Regions from separate parts of the Mus musculus genome. Here region 1 is linked to region 2. The links are chromatin contacts, called in public HiChIP or PLAC-seq maps. All regions are on one chromosome and are shown on one strand. The core of a region is the stretch at or near the end of the contact, and the rest is flanking DNA. Distances in the headings are between cores, read along the strand shown.

What was found. HiChIP or PLAC-seq counts read pairs in DNA pulled down with a chosen protein or histone mark.
Region 1: an H3K27ac HiChIP or PLAC-seq map of hepatocytes shows a contact between it and region 2, with 4 times the contacts expected there. The contact joins two enhancer-like sites. A contact is called at or near these places in 1 of 39 promoter capture datasets (the C10 cell line), 1 of 15 datasets of contacts at CTCF or cohesin (large pre-B cells), 1 of 484 Hi-C or Micro-C datasets (liver) and 1 of 115 datasets of contacts at active chromatin or transcription factors (hepatocytes).

The regions. Positions count from the first base shown.
Region 1 is chr5:149,327,875-149,332,196 of GRCm38.p6, forward strand. No RefSeq gene overlaps it. Among named protein-coding and RNA genes, the nearest start is that of Gm35620, 7.5 kb to the left of the region's middle. Within about 2 kb of position 1,912, at least 49 of the 459 cell types and tissues checked have an H3K27ac peak or open chromatin away from gene starts, as enhancers often do. A contact at or near this core is called in hepatocytes, where this site is marked.
Region 2 is chr5:148,753,792-148,758,166 of GRCm38.p6, forward strand. No RefSeq gene overlaps it. Among named protein-coding and RNA genes, the nearest start is that of 2210417A02Rik, 14 kb to the left of the region's middle. Within about 2 kb of position 1,295, at least 18 of the 459 cell types and tissues checked have an H3K27ac peak or open chromatin away from gene starts, as enhancers often do. A contact at or near this core is called in hepatocytes, where this site is marked.

The DNA.
Region 1 (4,322 bases), core at 662-3,161, 570 kb after region 2:
AGAGACCTCCCCCTGATCTTTTGGCGCTTCCAGAAGCTTCCTGCTCTCTCTGGCTCTTGGGTGCGTCTCTTCTTTCATCACATGTCTTAAAACTCCATATGCTTGCTGTAGGTCTACCAGATAACCCAGGAAACTCTTTCCACCTGAAGGTGTTTAATTGAGTCATATCTGCCATGTCCCTTCTACCATGTAAGATAGCATGCTCTCTGGTTCCTGGGGTGGGTATATTGGCATCTTTGTGGTGGAAGGGGTGGGGAGTCTATGACTGTACTACCCTGAACATGCCTGATCTCATCTGTGGGTGAGGGGCATTATTCTGCTTCCTATAATGAAGAAACCAAGAGAGAAGAAACAAAGAACTCACGCTGTCACTAGCTCTTTGTAGCTGCTCAATGAATACTTCTGGGGTAAAGTGGTTCTTTAAAAGTGAGATGAATTGTCTCAATTGTTCGTTAGAGCAACCTTCCTGGAGACTTGGGGACAGTTCTCAATTCTGGTCCTGATTGCCATTTTCTCAAGAGCTGGTGAACACTGGAGTCCCTGAGGGCTTGGTTGTTCCTAAGGAGTGCTCTACAAGGCAGCCTTTCCTACTGCCATCAGAGGAAACCCTGCCACAGAGGAGGTTTGATTGCAAAGGATGGGATTAAACATGCAGAACTCACAGACTGTGGAATTGGTGTACAACGCTTCCAGGCTCTCTCTGGTCCCTCAGCTATCCGACTGGCTTTGGGAGTGTGCCCTCTGTGTGCATCATGGGTGCATCCTAGAAAAGTAGAGCTGAACCTCTTCGAGGGCCTGAGGGTCACAGAAGCCCTTACATGTAAACATGCAGCCTTGTCAGGAGGTGTGGAGAGAAGAGAGGGGCCGGAACTGGAAAGCCTCTGAACAGGTCACTTCACCTTTGATGGGAACTGTTAGATGGAAACATGGTTGAAGGGCTTGCAAGGGATCAGGATACCCCAGGGCACACAGGGTGGAAAGGTTGGCTGTGCTGAGCTCGGAGCTGGTCAAGGTCAGAGAACAGAGGAAGATGGCCAGCTGGGTAGGATCATGGGAAGGCAAAGTTTTCTCTCTTCAGAGGCAGCAGAGCCCCTCACCCTACACTGCTCTGTTTTCGTCTGCCTCTTGGTTCTTGCTCCTTCTGTTGGTTTTAGAGACAGGCTCTCAATAGGTAGATCTGGCTGACCTAGAACTTGTGACATAGGCTCAGCTGGCCTCGAACTTGTGATCCTCCTGCTTCCGCCTCCCAAGGGCTGGGATTACAGGGATATGCTACCAGGCCTGACCCTTGGGTCTTAATAAATACACAGCTTGAAATGAGACAGGAAGAAACTCCCACTGCAAAGCACCAGAATGAGGCCGAGCATATGAAGCATCTCTGCAGTGCCAGCCTGCTCCAGCGGCTCATGCCTGTAGCCTTGTGTCCTGAGCTCAGTACTGAGCAAGGCTGCTGTCAGGGCTCCGGGGTTACCTGAGAGTGGTCCCGCTTGCCTTTGTCAGAAGGCAGATGCATTTCCCGACTCTGATTGCATCCCTTGGTTCTGACACCAAGTGGCTGTGGAATTGGAGTGAATCACTTAACTGCTCTGAGACTCCCTTTCTGAGCGACAACAATAGCCTCTTCTCTGGCTGTCGCCAGAATCTGTAAAGCCCCAGGCCCAGCTCAGAGAGCTTGTTGCCAACTGCCCTTGCTAGAAAATTCTGCCCAAGGGAAGCTTTAATTACAGGCCCTTTCTCTTTCTCTCTACTCCCGGGTTTGCTTCCAAGACAATTAACAGACCAGAGAGTTCTGCTACCTATCAGCCACTGGTGGCCAACAGACTCCCCATGCTGGCAACAACAGTGCCTCCAGGAGCCGGACCACTTAAGCAGGTGCCAGCTTGTTGCTCCACGGCTCCCAGAACAGTTGAATCGGTGATAGTTATGCAAGATGCTTGATTAAATATTTACCTTGCTCAGAGCCACCCTGGTGTGGCAGGGCAGGGAAGAAAACCTGAGAAGCAGGGAGGCTCTGGCATCCTCTGCAACTAGCCTGCAGGAACATATGTCTTGATGGGACATATCCTTGACAGACTAGCCAGCCCGTTGCTTTAAAAAAAAAAAAAAACATAACAGTAATGATCTTCGTTCAGACTTGGATGGAATCAGAAGTGTCAGATCCCTGGCCAAACCTGAGAAGTTTGAACAGTACCTGCATACGGTTTCCCCATGAGTTTGGGTGCATACCCACATTCACCACAACATGAACTCTTGGGGTTGAGGGGAGGGTAGGTGGGAGGGTGGGGTATGGGAGGGGTCACCCAGTTCAGTTCCATATAGTCACTACCTACAAGCTCTTGTTATCTTATTAAGGTTGCCATGAAAATATTTCCATCACCATTATTATTTGTTAGATAAGGACATCTATGTCTCTGAGAAGGTGAGCAGCAATGCACATATGTGTGTGTGTATATATATATATATGTATATATGTTCTAGTATATATTGGCTCTAGTATATATATACATATATACACATATACACATATACACATATACACATATACACGTATACACGTATACACATATACACATATACACATATATACATACACATACATATACATGATATACATATACATCATATACATATACATATACATATACATCATATACATATACATATACATACAAGTTAACAGCAAGGCTACAGAGCCAAGATTTGACTTTGGTTCTAGTAATGTGGCATAAACAATATCCTAGATTCTATCATAAGGATCTTGAAGAGTATAGGTCTCTACAGGGGCCCCAGTAGCCCTCCTGGTTTTATTTGATAGAGGATGGGATGTAGTCACCATAAAGGGAACCCATTGCTTCTCCATAACTTGCATCCACTGAACTCTGCTCACGTGGTGCTGGACAGGGTCAGATGTTCACAGTGCCAAACAGGCAGCTGAGAAGAGGGAGGTGGGTGTTAGAAACCTCTGTTTCCTGAGGAAATGGAATGTGTGCTGTTGATAGCTTTGTGGAGGGTCTGATCACACTCTTGTCCTTCCCAGGGTGCCCAGGTAAGAATAAACACACACACACACACACACACACACACACACACACACACACACACCAGACACACAGATACACACACAGAAACACAGACAGACACATGCATAGACACACATATGCATAGACACACTCAGACATACACACACAGACATGCACACAGATATATACACACAAACACACAGAGAGACACACACAGACACTCAGACACACACATACACACCAGACACATACAGAGACACACAGAAACACAAACATACTTAGACATACACACACATACACATATTCACAGATATACACACATATATCACACACACAAACACACAGAGAGACACACAGAGACACACACAGACACCCCATTTCAGCACCCAGAGGGGTGGCAGGCACAGGCTGTTGTCCCATTCTGGTAAGAGACCCCCTAGAGGGTGCTTTGCAACCCCAGGGGTCAGGCTATCCAAATCTGTATGTAACGTTTTCTAGATGATTCTAAAAGCCCGGGATCCCTGAGCGGCTGCACATCCCAGGAGACAGAGGCGGGAAAAGGGCTTTGTTTGGAACTTGTCCAGGAGCTTATGACATGGCTCTGCTATAACTATAACTAGGCACATGGTCTTGCAGGCACTGGGGTCCCCTCAGATGAGAGCTGGTCCCTTTAAGAAACTTGCAGTTCTTGGGACTTTGGACTTTTGGACACTGGTTTTTGGTAACTACGCGCTTCCTCCCAAACACAGCTTTCTTGAGTTTCTCACAGGTCACAGCAGCATTTCTGAGAGTCCTTTGGGGCTCTCAGAACTGTGAAGTTGATGAGCATTTTGTTTGAGTCAAGGTCACACTGCTGTGGTGGGCAGCGTAGGGTCACTCCTGGGCTCTGTCTTGGGGAGCCATGTCTCAGTCCTGAGCAGCACGCTGTCTCCAGACACTAGGGAGACACACATGTCTGAGGGGACGGTGAGCCGAGAGAGGAGAACCAACAAGGGCTTAGAGCAGTTAGAGTAGGCCTGAAAGGGTTAAGGAAGTCTGGATTCCAAGTAGTAATTTGAGTCCTTGGAAAAACAAGGGCTTTTAAATCCTGCTTTAGGGCTGTAGGTCTGGCTCTGGGGGTTGTGACCCTGGGCCTGGCTTTCCTTCTCCCACCAAGCAGGAGTGAGTAGCTTCTATAGCAGGACAATATAGGACCATAGGGGATATATCTATGTCTCAGAGAATAGTATTCTTGGGGCGCTATGTGTCTGTGAACAATTGTTAAATGTTCTGGAAAGCAAAATAATCTCCATAAACACACAC
Region 2 (4,375 bases), core at 45-2,544:
ATTGACAGAATCCAACAACTGCCAGCAACATCCCACTCTAAGCCCATCCCACTGACTTAAATCGTGAAAGGAGAGTAACAGTGACAGCCAGAGTCCCCTGGCAATCACACCTTCACAGAGTACAAACAGCAAAATGCTGTAGACGCTTTTCAGGAAAGCCATTTGGGAAACAATCTAGTAGCAAACTCATTTAGGTTCTTTTTTAAAAAATCTACTTCTTTAAGTGAACCAACAGTCACACTCTCGGGGACTCCAGCACATTTAGAAAGAATGGGCTTGCAGAATACAGCTACCAAGGACTTTAATATACCAAATCGTTGTCTCGGGGAAGGAAAACCCAGGAACAGAGGGGAGCTGGAGTCTCTGCAGTTTCTTCCCATTAGTCTTCTGGAGATGGGGTATACATTCCTTCCTGCTCCCCTGTGCCCAACCAACATGTTAGGAACGTGGAGGAAGCCATATCAGGGATCTGTAAGGCCCACACATCAGCAGCCGGGGCTTTCCCTGCAGAGCTGGGGGTGTGAACCAGTCTCTACCCCATAAAACATCACCAGATCATTAAACACACCAAATCACTCAGGATATAGGTGACTGCATGAGCCTTTATTGAGTGGGAAAAGTATGTATATTGTTCAAATTTTTAAAGAAATTATGAACGTGGGCTTTGCAATATTTCAGATTTATATTTTTAGGTATATGAGTGTTTTACCGGCAGGTAAATATGTGTATTACTTGTGTGCAGTCCCTGCAGAGGCCAGAAGAGGGCATAAGATCCCCTGGAGCTGAAGTTACAGGTGGATGTGAATTGCCCTGTGGGTGCCAGAATACAGAGCTGAGTCCCCTGCAAGAGCAATCCACGTCCTTCATTACTGAGCCACCTCTCAGCCCATGCTGCATGTAATGATTATATGAACATGGAGGCGCGTACGTTTATAGGACCCAGGCAGGGAGACTAGGGTTAGTGGAGGCATCGCTTTCATATGGGCGTGCAGGAGTTTATAAAGAAATCAAGGAACTTGGACTAAGATTTACACACATGAATTTACAGGAATGCTTGCTCTATGTGACATGAGATGAGACCTCTAATTTCAGAACCGCATGTTTGGCAGGAAGAAAGGGACCTCAAGTGTCATACGTGTGCATGTTGTCCTGCAGTTTCCAACGAGGAGTGTGACAGAGGGACTGTGTGTGAGCTTCAGAGAGTCCGGCAGGCAGGGCTGGGAGAGGTCATAGCCAGTCTTTCCCTTGTGCATATCGAGCTTTTCCCACTGTTATAACCAGTTGTGTCATGTTTGCATAATTTGGAAAGCATCCAACGATGAGACTACTGTTGGCAGGGGGTGGATGCCGTTTCTGTACACATTTCACCTTGGCCCCACGGGCCTGCAGAAGACTAAGCACTGTTCTTGCCACTGGCTGTTAAGGGAGTGGGGCTCAGACCCCGTGAGTAGGCTGCCTCTTCGGTGCACTCCTCAGTGGCTCTCCTAGCCCGTGGGCTGGGTTCCCAGCGGCAAGCTTCAAGGGCAGGGTGGGAGGAGACAGCAGACCTGCAGGGGTCAGCTGCTGCAGGGGTCAGCTGCTGCAGGGGTCAGCTGCTGCAGGGGTCAGCTGCTGAAGGGCTGGATGCTGTTTATCCCTCCTCAGATGCCAGGCTGGTGGTACCTGCAGGTAGTGGGCCATGCCGGAAGTAGAGCCTAGCGGAAGGATTTGGCTCATAGTCGAAAGGGATTATGGGCACCTCTCCTTTCTCCTTCACCCTACTCTTTCTCCTTCTCCCTCTCTGTCTCTCTCCCCTCCCTCTTTACTTCCCTTTCATTCTTCCTCTCTCTCTCTCCTCTCTCCTCTCTCCCTCCCTGGTTCTACGTAATCTTTTCTTTGCTGGTGTACTCCACATTGTAACGGAGCACACCCCAGGGGGTCCTCCTCTCCAGAGCATATGCCCGGCTGCTTGTATCTGGAGGGTTTGTGCAATTCTTTCCTCTGCTGTTGCATTACTGAAACATAGATGAATGCATTTGGCCAATGGTGTCTTCCTGGCAGAGACAACTCCGAACTTGAGAATGAACTCTGCCCGTGACATAAAATACAGATGAACACGAGATAACCATTATCAACATATATAACCAGGAAGCCTATTGCCTAATTGAGTTTGAAGCAGCCAGTGTCTGCCAGCAACCTCACCGTGTTATCTGCAGCCCTCAGTAGTCGCTTCATGTAGTCAAAAGAACATTCATAAACACCATCTGTTGCAGGGAGGGAGTGGTGTTTACAGACGTCCGTCCTCTGCCCCACCGATGTGTTCTTTCTTGACAAGAAGGGCATCAGGCTGGAGGCCTTGCAAGTCCACACCTCAGGAAGCCCTGGGCCACAGACCTGTGTGCCATCCCTTGGCCATATCAGGATCTCTGATGAACACACCCTTTCAAGTCCCTGGAAATCAAGGAGTACACGTTGTGATGTGGCCAAATGGCTGTAGCTCTGAGTGGCACCAACCTCTCAACCTTACCTTCCTTGGTGGTAGTCATGTCTCCTTGTCTTTCCTGTGGGCTGTTATTACATAAATGTGTACGGCTGTCTGCGTATATGGTTGCGTATTGTGTGCATGCAGTACCGGTAGAGGCCAGAAGAGGGCATCTGATGGTTGTGATTTGCCGCGAGGCTTCAGAGAACCCAATCCAGGTCCTCTATAAGACCAGGCATATTAACCGATGAGCCATCTCTCCAGCCTTGCGAGGCAAGGACTTTGAAGCTAGATAGCTTTAGGGATTCAGAAACATTCTTCCCAGACTTACACTGAGTTGCTGGGTTTGACCAAGTCCTGTGGGGTTTCCCTTCGCCTTAGTTGTCACATGGCGAGTCTAGCGCACCCACCCCACCCCCAAGTCCAGAGCCCATGTACCCGCAAGCCAAGCCCAGCCCTGCTGCTTACTGTGGGCGCTCAAGCAAACCAGGGCCTCTCTGAGGACTGGTATCCCCTTTCTCAGAGAAGGCTTATACAGATCATTTCGCCTTGTGGATCTTTTATGGGAGTCAAACTAGAAAATTTATGAGGAGTTGCTTTGCAGACCATAAAACATTCAGGACATAGGAGGTGCTCCGGTTGACTTGCTGTGTCTTGGGAAACGAGAGGTTCTCCTTAAGGTTTTCTACATTCAAGCATGTATGAAATAACACACACACACACACACACACACATTGCACAACTGGGAATCTTTCATGGCTGATCTCTCTGGCCACAGTTATTCCTGCTAGGTGCCGGGCAAGTGCCCCCCAGTCTCCAGTGTTCCCTAAACAGGAGCTTTGAGGCCAGAGCTAAGCACAGTGCGTTGCTTCAGACTCTCAAAATGCAAATCAGTCTTGTAACTTAAAGTTCGGGATATTCTTCTAAATTTAAATGAGAGCCGCTTTAAATTTCAGGAAGGCAATCTGGCCGAGATTATTAAAACCAAAAATAATCATCTTTTGGGGGCAGGGTCTAAAGCATGACAAAGCGTCTGAGGAGGCTCTTGGATGTTGGCAGTGTGCCGGATGCAAGGCAGGAGGGGCGCGTCATTTAATAATTACTAACTCCATTGCACCAGTGAGGAAAGCCGAGCTCTAGGCCTAGCCAGCAGTACCTTCCCTAGAGTGTGTGCACTGAACTGTATAGCTCCATCCTCCAAGCCAAACAACCGCCACCTCCAGGATGTGCCGGGATGCCAAACTCAGCTGAGTATGTCGACACCCCCTCATAGAGGGAGGGCTGGGGAGGGTAACTGGACCTTCAGTTTCATCTTTGGCTGCTCCATCCCACCAGCTGTAAGCAATTCTGCCCTGATTACACCTGACCTGGGGAGGGGCTAGAATATATAGGCTGGAGGGGAAATGGGGTGGGGGAGGGAAGGGGAGGAGGAGTTACAGGGAAGACCAGCATCCCTGCTGGGTAAAGATCTTCCAGTGCAGGCTTTGGTTGGAGGGACTACACCCACACTCCTGAAAGTAACCTCTCACCAAGGGAAACCCAGTAAACACACTGGCTCCTGGATGCCATCAGACACCAGCTTGTTGCTGAGATGTCTCCCCCAGGGAAGGGATTTCAGCAACAGTCGCTGTCAAGTGAGTGTCAGTTGGAGCCAAACTACACTAACCTACCCTAACCAATGGATAGAGAATTCCAGAAGGCCAGCTCACTGTAGAGCGGGTGGCATGCCTCACTGGCCCATAAATGGTCATCCCGGCTCCCCTCCCCACTAACCCAGTGTCCCAGAGAAGGAATGAGACTCAGGCAGCAAAGCTTTGGGTGGGTATCATCAAGGACTGCGGGCTGTCTGTGCACACCGGGGAGACGCTCACTGAGTCCATATTAGAGACATGCATGAAAGAAGGTCAAAGTCTC